Linked DNA regions of Mus musculus: all the other regions are linked to region 2. A link is a contact called in public HiChIP or PLAC-seq and promoter capture Hi-C data. All regions are on one chromosome and are shown on one strand. The core of a region is the stretch at or near the end of the contact, and the rest is flanking DNA. Distances in the headings are between cores, read along the strand shown.

Region 1 (2,700 bases), core at 144-2,643, 690 kb before region 2:
CTGTTTTATGGAAAAGCAGTTCGGGTTTAGAAAGTTCCAGAGAGGGTGCGCCATGATTTGGGGGATTTTAGGGTTGCTGCTTGCTTGCTTGCTTCCTTTTTCTTTTTGGTATTTGTGTAATCCCAGTAGAGATTTATTGTGATTTGCCTCTTTCTCCTAAAGGTCACATGCTAAAACTTTCAGCTCCCCTTGACCCTGCTCTCCAGGCCCCTGCTGACACAGTACCACTGCGGCAAGTGAGAGGCTTGGGACACTTAGCACCCGTTTCTTAAGCTTCTGAAATGAAGGAGATGTATACTCCAAAAGCTGGTGTCCAATTAAACCATCAGCAAAAGCAGTTTACCATATTAGAGATGATTTTAAATTACTCTAACACTGCGGCATTAACTACACAAAACATCCACCAGTATAATTTTTTTTTTCATTTCTGGAAAGTATTGGCATGATCCCACAGCTTTAAAATGGAGCAGTGGGAGTCTTTCCCCTACCTTGTCCCCTAGTTTCCCATGTGCCCCGCAGAATCATGTACTGATAATTATGTCTGTTCCCTAAATATTTGTTTAAGGTTTTAGTGCTCTTGGCCCTAGTTTCCGAGTGCATGCCCAGTGTTAGAAAGCAAATGTTTCCTTATTGGTGAAACTGTTATTCTAGCTTGATCTCACCACCCCTCCAACCCCTTACTTTTTGCCCTCCTTTAGGATACTTCTAGTTCAAGGGCATACAAGAAACTCCTGTGAGAAAGCCGGAGACAAGGGCTGGCAATCATTGACCTGCTTTTGGTGTGGGTTTTTTAATGATTTGTGTGATGGACCTAGATAGTAAGTGAACTTGGCTGGCTGTATATTTGTGGCCCAAGTTCTGAGTGCTTAGAAATCAAACAAACTGCTCAGTCAGTGTGGACTTTCCCCTGGACAGAGCTCTTAGTATGTGACCTTACAAACACACACACACACACACACACACACACACACACACACACAAGATGGATGTGAGCACACCACATCTCTGGTGGCTGAGCTGGTGGGGATTAACAGGGCCATTACAGGCTCTTGGCATAGGCCCCTTCGTGCTGGTTTGATAAAATACAATTTGATTTCTTAAACACACACGTTTCAGGGTTTTCATTTACTTCTACTTACTCTTAAAAGGCATTTATATTAGCTTATTTGAAAACATCTGGAATATGACACTTCTACCTGTATGCCATTGGGATCTCCGTCATTTCTAAGTCCTTAGAGAGCTAATACCCAGAAACTATCAAATTTGAAAGTTTATTTCAGTAAGGTTTATTTAATCCTTCCAAAGGAGGCATAGGAAGACTAAACTGTAAGGCTGTCAAAAGCGCTTCAAAAATACTGGTCCCGAGCCTCACTCTGGGCCTATGTCTTCCTCAAAATTACCACTAGAGGGAGACCGGAGACAGGTCCTAACTCCATCAGGCTTGGCAATGCGCCTCTGTGTGGAGCCATTGCAACACAACTCCCCACCCCCACTAGGGGTTTTTCTGGTTAATTTTTTAGAGCACCAAGAACTGTCTTTTAAAATTGTTACTGCTTCTATTTTGCTCTGGTGTTGGCTATGCTGAGAACATTCAGTGGACCGTAACCCAGTGGGTGTTTTCAGGTAGCGGAAAGACCGATTTTGCACCTCAGCTTCAGAGCCTAAATAAGAAGCGCTTCACATTGGTGGCCTGGGACCCTCGAGGATATGGATATTCCAGACCCCCAGATCGAGATTTTCCACGGGATTTTTTTGAAAGGGATGCAAAGGATGCTGTTGACTTGATGAAGGTGAGACCCAGAGAAGTGCTGGAGTGGGGAGAGATGACTGGGCCCATCTTTATTTGTTCTAATTCCTGGTGTTCTTTCTTTTTACAAAGGCAATACCAAGTGAGTCTAATATAAGGAAGAGCTAAAGGACCAAGTAAAAACAGAGCCCAGCTATCTAATGATGCTACTGCCAAGACACCAAGGCTCTGCCTTTCCCACCAGTCTCCTGGCATAAGTGCAGTTTTAGTTTTGTTTTGTGTTACTTTGGTTTGAGACAGATTTTCATTGTATAGTCTTAATGGGCCTTGAGATCTCAACCCTTCTGCTTCAGGCTCTGACATACTAGGATTGCAGGCCTACAACACCACACCACACATAGCAAAATACACAGCTTTATACAGATGAAAATGGAGTCCTAAACCAGAGGTTCAACTCCATGGCTTCCACCCAAAAAAAGCAACAAGAAATGCTGGTGAAGAGACAGGAAAGTGTTCTAAAACCAAAACTGCCATTTGGAGAAGATGGAAAGTAAGCCCTTCGGACCATCTTCAGGGTACTGACATGAGCTTTAGGTTTAGGGAGAGCAAGAACTGGAGAGGTAGCAAGAAGTCTACAGAATTAAGCTGTCCTGGTCAAGGTGTGGTCTGGTGTTATCTCAGTTCTGGTTCTGCAGGGAAGCCTGAGGAAGTCATGACTGTTGATGCTCAGGAGTCATCTCACAGGGTGACTTGTCTGTAAGGCTCTGCCATTCCTGCAATCCAAGCTGACTTCAGGCTTAGAACCATGTCTGGAACAGGACATTAAGAAAGGCAACGGTAAGGTGCCACCGCTGCTTGTATGCTCGTGCCTTCAGCCTTGATGGGATTATCCTAGCAGGGTTACCATTGTTGTGATGAAACACCATGACCAAAGCAACATGGGAAGGAGTTTA
Region 2 (2,700 bases), core at 182-2,681:
TCATTAGGGAAATATATCAGCCCATAAGACAGTGCTACCAGGATCGATCCCATGGATTTCCCTTACTTTCCCCTAAGGCAACTTGCTCAGTCTGAGTATCATGTCTTATCAACCAATAGCAGAACGGGGCCCGTGCTGCTACAGCAAAGAGGCATACTGCTCCATACCACATGGAGAAGAACCTATACTACACAAATGCCCCACTCTTAGATAGCTTAGTTTTAGTCTCATCACCCAGAAGGAAAATACAACGGCTTTTCCCAAAATTATCCCTTACCAGATGGATGCCTAACAACCATCAGAAGCTCGATCAAATGGAGGCAAACATGCTCATGTCTGGCTATTATGATTGCAGCGCAGGACATAGCTGCTGGGCTGGACATTTTACAGTGGGCATCAGACTGAAAAGAGAAATAGCCCAGGAAAGAACATGGCAATTAGTAAGCCTTCCTGTGAATATAACCAGCTCACCAAGCAGACTCAGGGGACAGAGACTAAGAGATTCGAGGGCAAGACCCCTCAGTAGGAGTGTCAAGATTAAAATGTTGTTAGTCATTGTGGTATTGGGTGGCTTCCAGGAATGTATCCAACAGCTATTTAAAGAGCACTTTAAAGAATTGAGTCATGGTGTAGCATATCCACTGCTAATGGAGGCTGAGGCAGGAAGATTGGAAGTTAGAGGCTAGCCTGGGCTGCATAGGAAGACTCTGTCTCAAAAACAAAAACAAAAACACAGCAAACAAACAAAGAAGAACATTTCATAGAAATTTGAAATCCCTTGAAATTGAGTAGCTCACACATGAAAGAAATTACTAGGTTTCTTGCCCCAGTTAGAGGGCTTTTGTAGAGTTTCCCCATATTCAATAGTTTTAAGACAACACCACACTGAAGTTGTGAGCTCTGAAATATTTTCTCTTTTTTTTTCTATTTATTTATTTATTGAGGAATAAAGTTCTATCATTTTATATCCTTATAAAATTTTGAAATTAAAAAGCTTTTCTAAAACCTGAAAGTTATTCTGATCAACCATACTATACCACATGCAAAATGGAGTCAGAGCTTTCTGTCTCCTCTGTAGCTAAGATCACTAATGAGTTATTGTATGAAAAGGCAATAAAATCATGCTGTCTGGAGAGTGCCAATACTTTCAGACTAGTGTATCACGTAAACTCTTTAGTAACAACCTACACACAAAAATTTAATCTGTAATAATCAAAGGCCCAAGTGAGCAACGACAGTCCAGGAAAACTTCATGGGAGGATTGCATTTCAGTTGTCAGGAGATCAGACGCTGGCAGCAGGACTGCATCCATCAGTCAGTCCAAGTCGGCAGTTATACATGACCACCACCTGATTGGCCCAATCTCTGTCCTGATTGGTTAGAGCCTGCCCTAGCAGTTGGCCAATGTTTTGCATATTTTCTGTGTCAGTTAGAACAAACAATATTCGCAAAAGCACCAGAAGGAAGAGTCTTGGCTCATACATCAAAAGGTGAGGGGACTGGCTTGAATCCAGCTGGGGCAGATGTGGGAGGTACAGCTCTTTAAACTCGAGTAAAACCAATTGTGAAGGGAGTTGAATGTTAGAGGAAAGGAATTTGTCCATTATCCTGCAAGCAGGGGAGACTAATGAGCCCTATCGGTGACATAATATCAACATTTTTATTGTAATTTAGGAATCACAAACTAGCAGGAAGGAGGAAGATGCCTTAAAGGGCTATGACATATGCACTAGGAAAATAGAAATTGGGGCTTGTTCTCTCTATTGGTTGCTTTTCACTGCTGTGTCAAAAGCAACCTAAGGAGGAGGAAAGGGTTTATTTTGATTGACTGTTTGACTCACATTTAATCCTGACAGCAAGTTGGCAGAAGCACGGAGTCATGTTGTTTCTGTAGTCAGAAAGCCGAGCAAGATAAGGACTGCGTTCATCTGCCTTTCCCTATTTCTCCTTTCTACTAGGTCTGAGACTCACGCCCATGGGCATGGTAAGGCCATGTTCAAGATGGTTTGTCTTTCCTCAGTTAAATCTTTCTGAAAATACTCCCACCAGACAACATGCCAAGAGCTGTGTATCCTAAGGTTCCAAATCCTGTTAGTTGACAAGATTAACCATTACATGAGTCTCACCTCCTTAACTCAGGTCTGATACTGTTAGCTTATAGTACTGAAAGCATACTGAAGGCTTCTTGTCTCTGCTAGATTGCTCTGAACTCCTCTTTTCTGCCACTGCAGCAGTAGGTGGTTATAGCCAAGTGTCTTCATGCTGGGTACCTGAGGATGTCTGTTCTCTCTCTCTCCCCCCCCCCTCTCTCTCTCTCTCCCTCCCTCCCTCCCTCCCCCTCTCTCTCTCCCTCTTTCCTCTCTCTCTCTCCCTCTCTCCCTCCCTCTCTCTCTCTCTCCCTCTCTCTCTCCCTCTCCCCCCCCTCTCTCTGACTACTCCAATGCAGAGGCAGTAAACTTGACATATAGAACTGTTGATACCCAGAGTGACTATCAGCCACAGAGACTAGGAAGGAGGACTTAGATAAATGCTTTCTTCATCCCATGGTGCTGGAATTTATTTCAGAGGGCTCCCCAGAGTTCCTATAGTATCTAGCATTTCTGTCCTCTAGACTTGGAGTGGAATGTGTTGGTCCCAGATTGACACTTCTAGATTGCAGTAGAATGTTGAAGTTGTGGGACCTAATGGGGACTGTGAGAC
Region 3 (2,715 bases), core at 162-2,661, 660 kb before region 2:
TGTCGCCATGGTAACTGCCAGTGGGGTCGATGCCATGCTCATCGCTTATCACCTCCCAAAACTGAAATGAAGACAATCCCACATCATGCTTAGAATCTCTCTGTCACCAGAAAGACAGCAGGGCAAGAGCCTAGTGGGCTGCGGGCCTCCATGTATTTGGGCAGCAGCTGCTGCTGCAGAGGGTCTTGGGAATGCGCAGTGCATCGGCCATATTATGACCACAGATGCAGGGCTGGGAGGAGCCTGGAGAAGGAAGTGGGCACAGCGGATCTCGCAGAACTGCAGAGGCAGCTGCTTTCTATCACTCCAGGCAAGGCTGAATGTTACACATACAGGCTGATGGATGGGAAAGGCAGAAGGGAAAATCAGGTGCCCCGCCCCCTGTGCCTCCAGGGATCAATGGCTGCTGGCACAGACTCCATGACAGCTTTCAACAGCCCAGTTTTATACCACTGACCTACATATTGGCTTCGGGTATTGACCCTGGCTAGGAATGTTCGGGGATGGGCAGTACAATCCTGAGAGGGCGTCTGGCAGCCCCGGGAAAAAGCTGGCCATCCTCAGGATGTAACCTCCATTGTGACTTGGCAGCAGGAAAGGGAGTGGGGAGGTTGGGTGGGCAATATGGCGGTGTTGAAAGAGACCATGTCCTTGTGCAGGCACCCGCCCACACCCATGTTAAATACCCATTGCTGTCTCCCCACTGCCGTCGGGTCTCACAGCCCCCATTCCAAGCAGTCTTGCAGAGAAAAAAGAGGACCATAATGTTTTATGTCACATCTAAACGAGCCCTTGTAAGAGAATTTGTCTAACACCCTCGTCTGTTGGCCCAAAGACACGCCTCTGTAACATCTGTCAACCCAATGACACTGCATTTTTTTCATTCAAATGACAGAAATATATATATATATATGAATTACATTTGACATGAGATTTTTTTCAATACATGTAGTGACCCCCCCAACCCAAATTTCAGACACGAAAAAAACCCAGACTAATGTCAGCTGCACCCCGCAGAAGGGCTGTGTCCCAAAGCAATGTAATGGACCTTAATTTAAGACACCCTTGTCGCACCAATCCTGGCAAGTTGGTCGGCTTTCAGGACCCGGCCCGCCCAGTAGCCAGCGGTGGAATGCGACACCAGCCGGGGCTCTTCTGGATCCCCTAGGCTCGGCCTGCTTCCGCGACACCCCCCCCTACCCCTCTCCCCACGCAACCTTGGGACCCTGACCGGATGGGACTACCTCATCCATTTCTTCCCTAGGGGTGAGCCCACCTTAGCGCCGATCTGGTTGCCACACTGGCCCGCCTGGATGTGCACGATCTCGCGCATGGTGCTGGTTGTAGAAGGGGTGGAGGCTCTTGCCCTCGGAGCAGTGCGTGGACAGAGGGCTAAGGAGCGCAAAAGACCAGTCGCCCTCCCCCAGCACCGCCTTTTATACCCGGGGACCGCCCAGTCCCGCTGACGTCATGGGGGCAGAGCCGAGGGGCGGCGCGGCTGGGACTGCGGCACCGCGAGAGGGAGCCGGGGCGCGGTGCGAGGTGCGGGGCACCCGCCTGTATCCAGCCTCCTAGGGTTATTACGCCCCCCCAGCCGGTCCTGCTGGTTTCCCCTCAGTGTCCACCTGAGGTGTTTGTCTACTGTCGAGACCTTTAGGTTACACTCTGGTTCTGCTCCCACACTGCTCATTTCCCACCACTCTGGGGACTACAGATGGGGCTCCTGCCTCCCCAGTAGCAGGACAGGTGTGGCCTCGCTCTTGGATATGAAGCCCAGAACTGAAAATGCATCTCTACTAGATGTCCTTTCTGAAAAAGGGTGCCTGCATCCTGGGCAGGACTTGAACTGCAGCCCGGTTCTCTCTTTCAAGTCTGCTTGGTAACTAAGGGCGAGTAGAAAGCCAGACGTGATACCGCTTGGGAGGAAAGAGGGGAGGATCAAGTGAGGGTCTGGACTGTTTCAAGGACGACAAGGATGCTATACAGGTCGATTGCTAGGTATAGAGGAGGAAGAGTGACGTTTTTCTGGTCTGGACTCTTGGGTCCTAAAAGCCTCTTAAAAGTCGAAATTTCTGCTCTCAGACACGTGTTGGAGCGAGAGAGCAAGGGAGGGAAGTGGAGGTAGCTAATATAGTGAGTGTGAGTTGAGATGCTGGTCTGAGAGAGACACTGGTTTTCATGGGCTGGGTAAGTTAGCCAAAGAACCTCACTGACAAAAGGTCACAGTGATCACGTTTTGGACACAGTGCTTAAAATATATTTGTTAAATGACTCACTTGTTTTCACTTTTAAAAATGTGATAACCAGGAAAATATAAAAACACGGTTGCAGCCCACATTCAGGGCTCACATTTCCTTCTCTCGGCTAGTACTGTCTGTCCCACAAAAGGCATCAACACTACCCAGATTCCTCCCCTCAGAAAAGCAAGGTTTAAAACCTGACCAGCTACAAATTGAGGAAGCCCGAGAACCTGCAGTTTTTCTATTAGCAGAAACCCTAGGCTTGGCGCTAGGACTGGTCCACCAGGAGTTACTCTTCGTTGGTCTGGCACAGTGGAGGGGTAAACAGGAGCTTCCACCAGTTCCTCTCGGGAGCCAGTTTCTTCAAATACTAAATAATTATAGGTGCCGTGGAGCTGGCTTTGTGAACAGGAAATGAGAAGGTGTATATGAAAGCAGGTTGAGTTTATGGAGTGAAAATGCCTTCATAAAGTCC

The links. Promoter capture Hi-C pulls out the DNA fragments that hold promoters and counts their contacts. HiChIP or PLAC-seq counts read pairs in DNA pulled down with a chosen protein or histone mark.
Region 1: a contact with region 2 is called in a promoter capture Hi-C map of liver, with 2.7 times the contacts expected there. The contact joins the enhancer-like site here to the promoter of Fam50b in region 2. A contact is called at or near these places in 7 of 39 promoter capture datasets (the 3T3-L1 cell line, the SN4741 cell line, cranial neural crest and 4 more), 2 of 484 Hi-C or Micro-C datasets (both in liver), 1 of 115 datasets of contacts at active chromatin or transcription factors (pancreatic cancer cells) and 1 of 9 other capture datasets (embryonic stem cells).
Region 3: a FOXA1 HiChIP or PLAC-seq map of pancreatic cancer cells shows a contact between it and region 2. The contact joins the promoter of Tubb2a here to the promoter of Fam50b in region 2. A contact is called at or near these places in 6 of 39 promoter capture datasets (the 3T3-L1 cell line, the SN4741 cell line, cranial neural crest and 3 more), 2 of 115 datasets of contacts at active chromatin or transcription factors (epiblast stem cells and pancreatic cancer cells) and 1 of 9 other capture datasets (pancreatic islet).

The regions. Positions count from the first base shown.
Region 1 is chr13:34,045,163-34,047,862 of GRCm38.p6, forward strand. It overlaps Bphl (biphenyl hydrolase-like (serine hydrolase, breast epithelial mucin-associated antigen)), which reads left to right. Exons shown (of 7, transcript NM_026512.1): 3 at 1,624-1,790. Among named protein-coding and RNA genes, the nearest start is that of Bphl, 8.9 kb to the left of the region's middle. Within about 2 kb of position 1,394, at least 16 of the 459 cell types and tissues checked have an H3K27ac peak or open chromatin away from gene starts, as enhancers often do. A contact at or near this core is called in liver and neural stem cells, where this site is marked.
Region 2 is chr13:34,733,419-34,736,118 of GRCm38.p6, forward strand. It overlaps Fam50b (family with sequence similarity 50, member B), which reads left to right and starts at 1,432. Exons shown (of 2, transcript NM_001382856.1): 1 at 1,432-1,490.
Region 3 is chr13:34,076,597-34,079,311 of GRCm38.p6, forward strand. It overlaps Tubb2a (tubulin, beta 2A class IIA), which reads right to left and starts at 1,412. Exons shown (of 4, transcript NM_009450.2): 1 at 1,277-1,412; 2 at 1-61. The coding sequence starts at 1,333.